Regions from separate parts of the Gossypium hirsutum genome. Here region 2 is linked to region 1. Evidence: chromatin contacts called from public Hi-C data. All regions are on one chromosome and are shown on one strand. Each heading gives the region's core, a stretch centred on a gene start, on an enhancer-like site or on the middle of the called end of the contact. The rest is flanking DNA. Distances are from core to core; before and after follow the strand shown.

Region 1 (3,972 bases), core at 502-3,001:
AAAAAACTATAGAAAAACATAAATTACTACTTTGAATTTAAAAACACAAATAAACACTTAAATAAGAACCATGATCGTTGTTGATCAATCTGCCAAGTGAGTGTTTTTTTATTTCAAAATGTCATGCCAACAAATTTAATAGAAGAATTTTAATAATATTAACAATTGGACCTAAAAATTTGAAATCTAACAAATGGACTAAATTCCTAAAAATAAAAGTAAATAAACTAATTTTTAAATATAAGAAGAATATAGGGACTTAAAAGCATATTTTTAAAGAAAAAGAAATTTTTGGATTAACCCAATCTAGGCATGCAAGCCTACCTTCATGGTTCAAACTCAGCTCATTAAATGTCCAATTTTCAATCCCGCTATACAAAGTTGGGTAAACTACACTAGTAATCATTAACTATTAGTAATTTTTTTACCATTCAACTATGAAAAATTATAAAATGATCACTCAACTATTTGATTTTTCCTTTTTTAGTCACTAGTTGTTAGATGGCTAATGGAAATATGACATGACATCTTTTAAAATTGGCATGGTAACAAGTTCAACCCTAAATGTTTCTATATTCTATCAATTTAATCTTAATTCTTTAAAAAATAGGTCTTAATGTTTACACATTACCTAAATTTATCCTGTTTTACATGAAAATATAATTCAATACATGATGAGAAAATTAAAATATATTTTTTAAATTCTTATTAAATTAGATAATTCTCAAATACATTGATTTCGTTATACTTTAAATGGTTGAGAACTTGATATCTCTCGATGACAATTAATTCACTTTTTTTGTTTGTTTGAGTTGGTTGCCATTGATGAAGCAAATCGAAGGTTTTTTTTTCTTTAAGTTGTTAGACTTCAAATTAGGTTGAATTAATGAAATGGGTACTTTTTATTTTCAATGAATTGAATTGGCTAGTTTACAAATTTTAGGTAACTTTGTTTCTTGTTGTTGTTCTTCATTTTTCCATTGAGTTAAATGTAGGGGCAATGCCACAAAGGGATGAAGTGAGAACACTCTAAATGCTCATATTTACTAGTGAAATTCATCGCTTGATGTCAGTTTTGGCTATCGATAATGCAAGTTTACTCATGGTTATGTAAACCTTTCAATTTATCCACTCACTAGACTCAATTAAGTTTATTGCAACTTCAACTTTTGGAAGTTGATGATTCAAAAGCACTTTTATTTTCTTTTATATAGTGGGTTAATTGAACGAGTAGCAAGACTCTCTATGTTCGTTGGAGACATTAAAGCTAATGATGACAATAACAAGAGCAACTCAGTTGAATTGACTTCAAATGAATCAAGTACGGATTTTATGAAATTTGTGAAGAGGGAACTGACTATGATTGAGTCATCTCAACTACTAGTATTCAATCTAACGATAGAGAATTAGAGTATCAAAATTAAAGAATGAGAAAAAGTAAAAATGATGATATTAGGTTTTTTTGTATTTCTATTTTTAGTATACTTTTGATCAAATTTAGTTAATATTTTTTTAGTTTTTCAAGTGAGAAAGTCACAAAAATGCAAAAATATTAAATTACATAATATGTAAATATTGATGATTATATTTTTTAAAATAAATTCTAAATTAACATAACGTATAAATGTCTAAAAATTAAAATTATTACTATGTCAGTTTTAAAAGCAGATACGTTATTTTTCCATTAATCTTTAATTGATGGGTGATAAAAAATATATAATGACTATTTTATTATTTCTCATTTGAAAAAAAAGGAAACTAGTAATTGAGGGAATAGCAATGTAATTTAGCCTACAAGGTAACAATAGATTACCAAAAGAGCCCTCCGTTCACTACAGGAACCAGAAACAAAAGGAGTCAACTAGGGGTCAAGTGCAGTAGAGATTCAGTTTCCCGACAATGGAGAGTTTCGGGTTTTGTTTCCTTATGCTTACAATCGCAATTTTGGCATCACCCGCACTTTCCGATCTGGTCCTTTCCAAAGTCGATCGACGCGTAAGTTTTTATCCTTCTCTATTCAAATTTCCCAGCTTTCTAGGGTTTAATATTATTGATAGTATTCCTTGCGAGTTCATTTCTCTGATTGGTTCACGGCTGCTTCTGAAGATTTTATCCATCTGAAACATCATCTCTTGGGTTGATCTGAACTGCTACAATAGTTGTATCTGTAAAGTTTTTATGTTAAAAGCGTCCCTATGTGTTGCAGATATATTTGACATCACATATTGTTCGGATTTCTTCAACTATGAAGGTGCTTCAGTAACACTCACTTTTCTTTTCATTCTCAAATTGCTAATGCTTTCAACTCTATTATCTCTTTTCGGCTTTATTCTTTAATGTGCTGTTATATTGTCCTTTAGGTGGAGAATGCAGGTTCCGAAAAGGAGTCCAAGGTTTTGCTGGCTTTTCCTGAGCAACAAGCCAAAAATATGGCATATTTGATTGCTACTCCACATGAAGGGAAAGGGAAAGGAAAAAACCCTGTTGTTGTTCTCCCTGTTGAGGCTGCCAACCCAAAAGACATGCCTGCTGCTTTGACATTCTATTCAGTATCTTTGCCTAAGGGATTAGCTGAGGGTGATAGCTTCACTTTTGATGTCTTGGCCGTATTTACCCATGCCTTGCGACCTATTCCTGAGCAAATCACTCAGGCTGATATTCAGCTTGTACTATACCAGGATAGTGCACACTATCTATCTCCTTATGCTGTGAAGGTTCAGTCTCTAAGTGTTAAATTGCCTGATTCTAGAATTGAATCCTATACAAAACTGGAGAACACAAAGATTCATGGTTCAGAAATCAAATATGGTCCTTATGAGAATATTCCTTCATTCTCGTACTCACCCATAGCAGTTCATTTTGAAAGCAATTTACCCTTTGCTGTTGCTCATGAATTGGTGAGAGAGATAGAAATTTCCCATTGGGGTAATGTGCAAGTCACTGAGCATTACAAGCTCATACATGGTGGTGCCCAGAGCAAGGGTGAATTTTCCAGGTTACTTCATATCTTTACCTTTTTATGGATTATGGTGAGCACCGTGCCGGGTTGGAAGTTTGTTTCTGAATTATTACTTTGACACTACAGGCTTGATTTCCAGGCCAGACCCAACGTTCGTGGTGCATCGGCCTTTAGGTATCTTGTTGCAAACTTGCCACCAAGGGCACATTCTGTTTATTACAGGGATGAAATTGGCAATATATCAACATCTCATCTGAGGGGTGACTCCAAAAAGGTTATATTGCTGAGTAGGATTTAAGAGCATCTATCATTTGGTAGTTTATTCTTATTGAAGTACCATTTGTCTTTGTAGACGGAACTATTGATTGAACCTAGGTACCCGATGTTTGGTGGCTGGAGAACTGCGTTTACCATTGGATATGGCTTGCCGCTTCTGGACTTTTTGTTTGAGTCAGACGGGAAGCGCTTTCTTAATATCACTTTTAGTAGCCCAATGGTTGAGTTGGTTATTGATGCACTCATTGTGAAGGTTTGTATCACTTCCTTCCCGAGCTTGCCTAAAACTTGTATAAGTACATATTTCAACTCTTACTAAATAGACATAGTTACACTACTTATTTGTCATGATTAAAACATGTCACCAAGTAATAAAATGGGCACTAATGCTGCTGTCTTATTATGAGCTTAGGATTAAGATATGTACTTGTGTGGTATAATTGCAGTCTGGTGAATGATAAGAGTGTTGTTTTCTTAGCATCCTCTTATTGATCTGGTACTTCGGTTGCAGGTTGTTTTGCCTGAGGGTTCTACTGACATATCTGTAGCAGCTCCATTTCCTGTGGAGCAGTGGCAAGAGGTATTAGCAGGCTTATTATTTCTCTTCTATTGGAACTTATGTTGTATAACATAGGGTCATATTTGTGTTGAACTTTGAGTCTGAAGGCTTTGGTTTTTTATATCTAATGTGTTTATGGTTGTATGCAGACCAAGATCTCCCACTTGGATATTGATGG
Region 2 (3,972 bases), core at 443-2,942, 350 kb before region 1:
TTTCGCTTTTTTTGCTCCCAAACGCTCTGTTAAGCATAAAAACATGAATTTAAAGGACTAGGAGCATAAAATTCACCATTAACATCAAATAATCACCCAATAATGCATTAAGAATGAGGGTAAAACATGTTACTTTTAGCATTTATCACTACTCTTTGTAACCTCCAACCCTCCGCCCCGATTGAGTGAACCTGCCTCTGTGACAACCACCATACTCTCTTCCTTATTTTTTCCTTGTTGTAACAATGTATCGAAAATTCTATTTCAAGTATAATTATTCTCAAAGTTACTAATTAGAATAAAATATCCTTGATGGTTGGAGTTTAACCCTAATGAGACTTCTAGTATAAGCCCCTAGTCTAGTCTATAAATTGCTTGTAAACCATCAAAGATGATTGCAAATTTTCAAAAAAAATAGACTAGAAGATAGATACTAAATTGTGAGTTATATCTGTTTTCCTAGTGTTAAGTTATTTATTAATCAATAATGGCCAAAGGTAGGTAAGTCTTTCTTATTTAAATGGATTATCAAGTTGATGCAAAGAAATTTTGGGACTCCGGCATGCTATAATCAATCCTTTGACTCTTTCATATTTGCATATTAAGAAGGTTTTAGTTTTATGTTTTGTGTTCCTTGAGAATAAGTAGAAATGTAAGTGTGGGTGTAATAACTTCTCGAAAAAGAGTTACCATAAGTTTATTCTTAATAATTTTCATACTTGTTCTCAAGTATTTTTATGCATTTTAGGATTATTTTCTCCAACATTTCATTCTGTGTTTAGTTCATGCTTTGTATGTTTTCAGTGCTATTTTAAGTTAGTTTTAGTGTTTAAGCATTTTTGCTTAAGAATAAAGTAGTATGCTTTATCGAATTGAAGGTAGAAAAGCGAAGGAAAAGTCAAAGAACGATATGATACAATACTAACGCACGAATACAAAGGAGAAGCATCTTGATTCTTGGCAGAAGGAAGCGCACTACAACACCACTTGGTACCGTAGTGCTGGAAGTAGGGGTGTGCAAAATTCGGGTAACACTGAAAAAATTTAGTTAACAGACCGAATTCGATTAATCGATCGGTTAATTAATTTTTTCGGTCAGGGTCGGTTAAGGATTTTTTGCTTTTTCGATTAACGGTTAAATCGATTTGAAATTGGTCAGTTAATCGAATTTTTTTGGTTTAACCGAATTTTACAGGGTAAATACCATGGGCCTTAAATTAAACCCAGCCCAATTTATTTTCTCTGCTCCAAGTACAACTTGGACTTGGACTGTCCAAGAACCGAACCTTTTCTAGTTTTCTTAATATTCAACAGGTAAGTAACAGCATTACAGCAACAGCTGACTTTCAATCTTTCTTAGTTTCATTCACTTAACAGTAACACAAATCGGATTCTCAATCTCAATCTCAGTCAAATCAGGAAAACCTACCAGTTCCAACACACCAATACCCAGACGGCCAGACCCAGGTTTTCTTTCTTCTCCCTTTCATTTTTTTCCAATTTCTTCAATAGGTCTTTATTGTATTTCTGGCAGATATATTTTAGGGTTTTGTTTTGTTTTATTTACTATTTAGTTCGTCTACCTTTTTCTGATTTACTTTTAACGTTTCTGCTTTTCTCATCTGATTCAATCGCAACACTTGAAACACTCAACTTGAGCTCTTTGAACAGCACTCTTTAAGCACTCACCACAATCTGAATCCCCCACTCTCTTTCACATTGCCCCAAAAGATAAATAGATTAGTAATTTGTGGTGTAAAAACCATGGTTGCTAACCACCCCACTTTCCAACACTAAAAAGACAGTGTCCCTCCTCTCTTCAAACCCAGTCCCGGCAACATTTGTAGCACCACAAGTTTTGAACAACATCTCAAAAGTTTAAAATCCCCTCGATTATGTTTACCAAGTGAAAATGCTTGTTTACCAAGTGAATATCATTTGTGTTTTGTCTAAATTTGGGGGATACAATTATTTAATTTCTTTTTTATTCTTGGAATTAAATGAAGAGAAGATTTAAAATTAATAAGCTTAAGGTTTTTTTGTTTTTTGAAAGGATAAACTCAAGCTTGAAATGGTCTAAATTGTGTACTTCCTAGCATCCTACGAGTTGGAAAATAGGGATCATATATTTTCCCAAACTCAAATGTCATTGCATTCCTGCATATGTTGATCGGTACTAATTTATTTTAATCGATGCCAATAAATTCTTCCATGTTTGTTAATAAGAAAGTAATAAAGAGATTGAAAAACTAAATTAATTAATGGAGAATTGATAAAATTATATATGGAATATTTTTTATACATGTTTAGGCTACATGGAAATTCACAAAGAGTTTACGTTTATATCAAAAAGAAATGAAAGTGCCTAAATTGAAATGATAAGACTGAGTTTTATTTTACGCGATTAAACCCTTTTCATCGAATTGAACCTTCAAACGATTAAATTTTCACACGAAATTTTTACACATATAACTTAACATATAATAGACACTAAAAATAATATTAAAATATTTTTTTGACTCGAATTTGTAGTCCCGAAATCATTATGTCCGATTAGGATCTAAATTGGGCTATTACAATCATTGATTTATCCTTTATGCTTGTTGTTGGCGAAGCAAACTGTTTAGCTGATACCTTGGCTAAAGCAGGCATGGAAAGATCATCTTTATATTTAGCTTCCTGGTAATTTGTAGTTGATCTTGCTCAAAACGAAGGGATTTGTTGGAGGTGGATTTTTCTGGATTGTCTCATTACTATGTTTTTGTCCCTCTTTATAAAATGCAAGGATTTTCTCACCCTGTACTGTATTGTTTTACTTTCTTAATAATAATAAAACAAATATGTATGTTGTTGCTACATAAATAGGCTATTATAAATTATATTTCACTATAAAAACATACTTAATAACACACCATCACCTAAAAATGGTTTTTTTTGTGTGTGATAATTTTTAGATCTTATATAAATTTTTAATTTTAAAGTGATGAAATGACACAATCTCAAAATGTCCTATAATCACACCTTAATGGAATCTGGGCTGATTTAGGGAATTAATGTGAGCACAAAAAGAATTACTGAATTGAGGGATTAAATGTTAATTTATCTCTCAATTCTTTTGTTTTTTCCGTCGTCATCTTTTACATCTATAGTGGTCATATGTTTCTTCTTTTTATACATATGTGATAGATTTATAAGTTAATTACATTAATATAATCACTTAATCTTATTTTAATTTTTTATACTATGTTTGTTATATCAGTTTTAATTAACGAAATATTTCTGCTCATGTTGGTAGGTTCTTTTATAATAAATATTTTTTTTAATAGTAGAGGAAATATTTTTTTATATTTGTAAATTAATATAATGTGTATTTATAAAGATTCACTGGTTGACTTAGGATCCAAGTTCAATCGGCTAGAAAAATATTTAAAATATAATTATTTTTTACATTAATTTATAATTGATATATTTAAATAATTATATAATTAAAAGAAAATGATTTATAATTAGTTTTTTCAACCTCAAAGCTCTTTATTCTCTCTATTCCAATTTCAACCTTTGTCTCTCCGAATTGATGACTCGATATTATTTTAATTTATTATATACTTTTTTTCTTACAGAATGTCAACCGAACCAACATCTATTGAGGGTAGTGTTACACCTCCTACTTCGATAGATTCTGAAAATTTGGGAGTTGGAACTTCTAGCCAAACAAAGGTGACTACCGAGAAAAGAAAAGCCACTCCTCAAAGGTCAGAAGTTTGGTCTCACTTCACTAAGATTATTAATAGTGAGGGTGCAAGTAAGGCTAAATGTAATTATTGTCAAAAGAAATTTTGTTATGATATGAAAAAAATGGTACAGGGTCATTGAAATATCATATTGGTTCATGTAAGAAAAATCCTAGTAATGTTGTTGAAAATACTCAAGGACAACTAGTTTTACCTAGAAAGGGAGTTGAAGGGAGGAGGG

What was found. A called contact is a pair of places that touch in the nucleus more often than the background predicts.
Region 2: a Hi-C map of fibers shows a contact between it and region 1, with 2.1 times the contacts expected there. The contact joins the enhancer-like site here to the promoter of LOC107910300 in region 1. A contact is called at or near these places in 4 of 34 Hi-C or Micro-C datasets (fibers, leaf and petal).

What each region holds. Positions count from the first base shown.
Region 1 is chrD02:24,682,316-24,686,287 of Gossypium_hirsutum_v2.1, reverse strand. It overlaps LOC107910300 (dolichyl-diphosphooligosaccharide--protein glycosyltransferase subunit 1A), which reads left to right and starts at 1,751. Exons shown (of 10, transcript XM_016838110.2): 1 at 1,751-1,995; 2 at 2,207-2,251; 3 at 2,361-2,995; 4 at 3,086-3,233; 5 at 3,312-3,488; 6 at 3,747-3,815; 7 at 3,944-3,972. The coding sequence starts at 1,900.
Region 2 is chrD02:25,036,426-25,040,397 of Gossypium_hirsutum_v2.1, reverse strand. No RefSeq gene overlaps it. Among protein-coding and RNA genes, the nearest start is that of LOC121215179, 11 kb to the left of the region's middle. Within about 2 kb of position 1,692, at least 6 of the 9 cell types and tissues checked have an H3K27ac peak or open chromatin away from gene starts, as enhancers often do. A contact at or near this core is called in fibers and leaf, where this site is marked.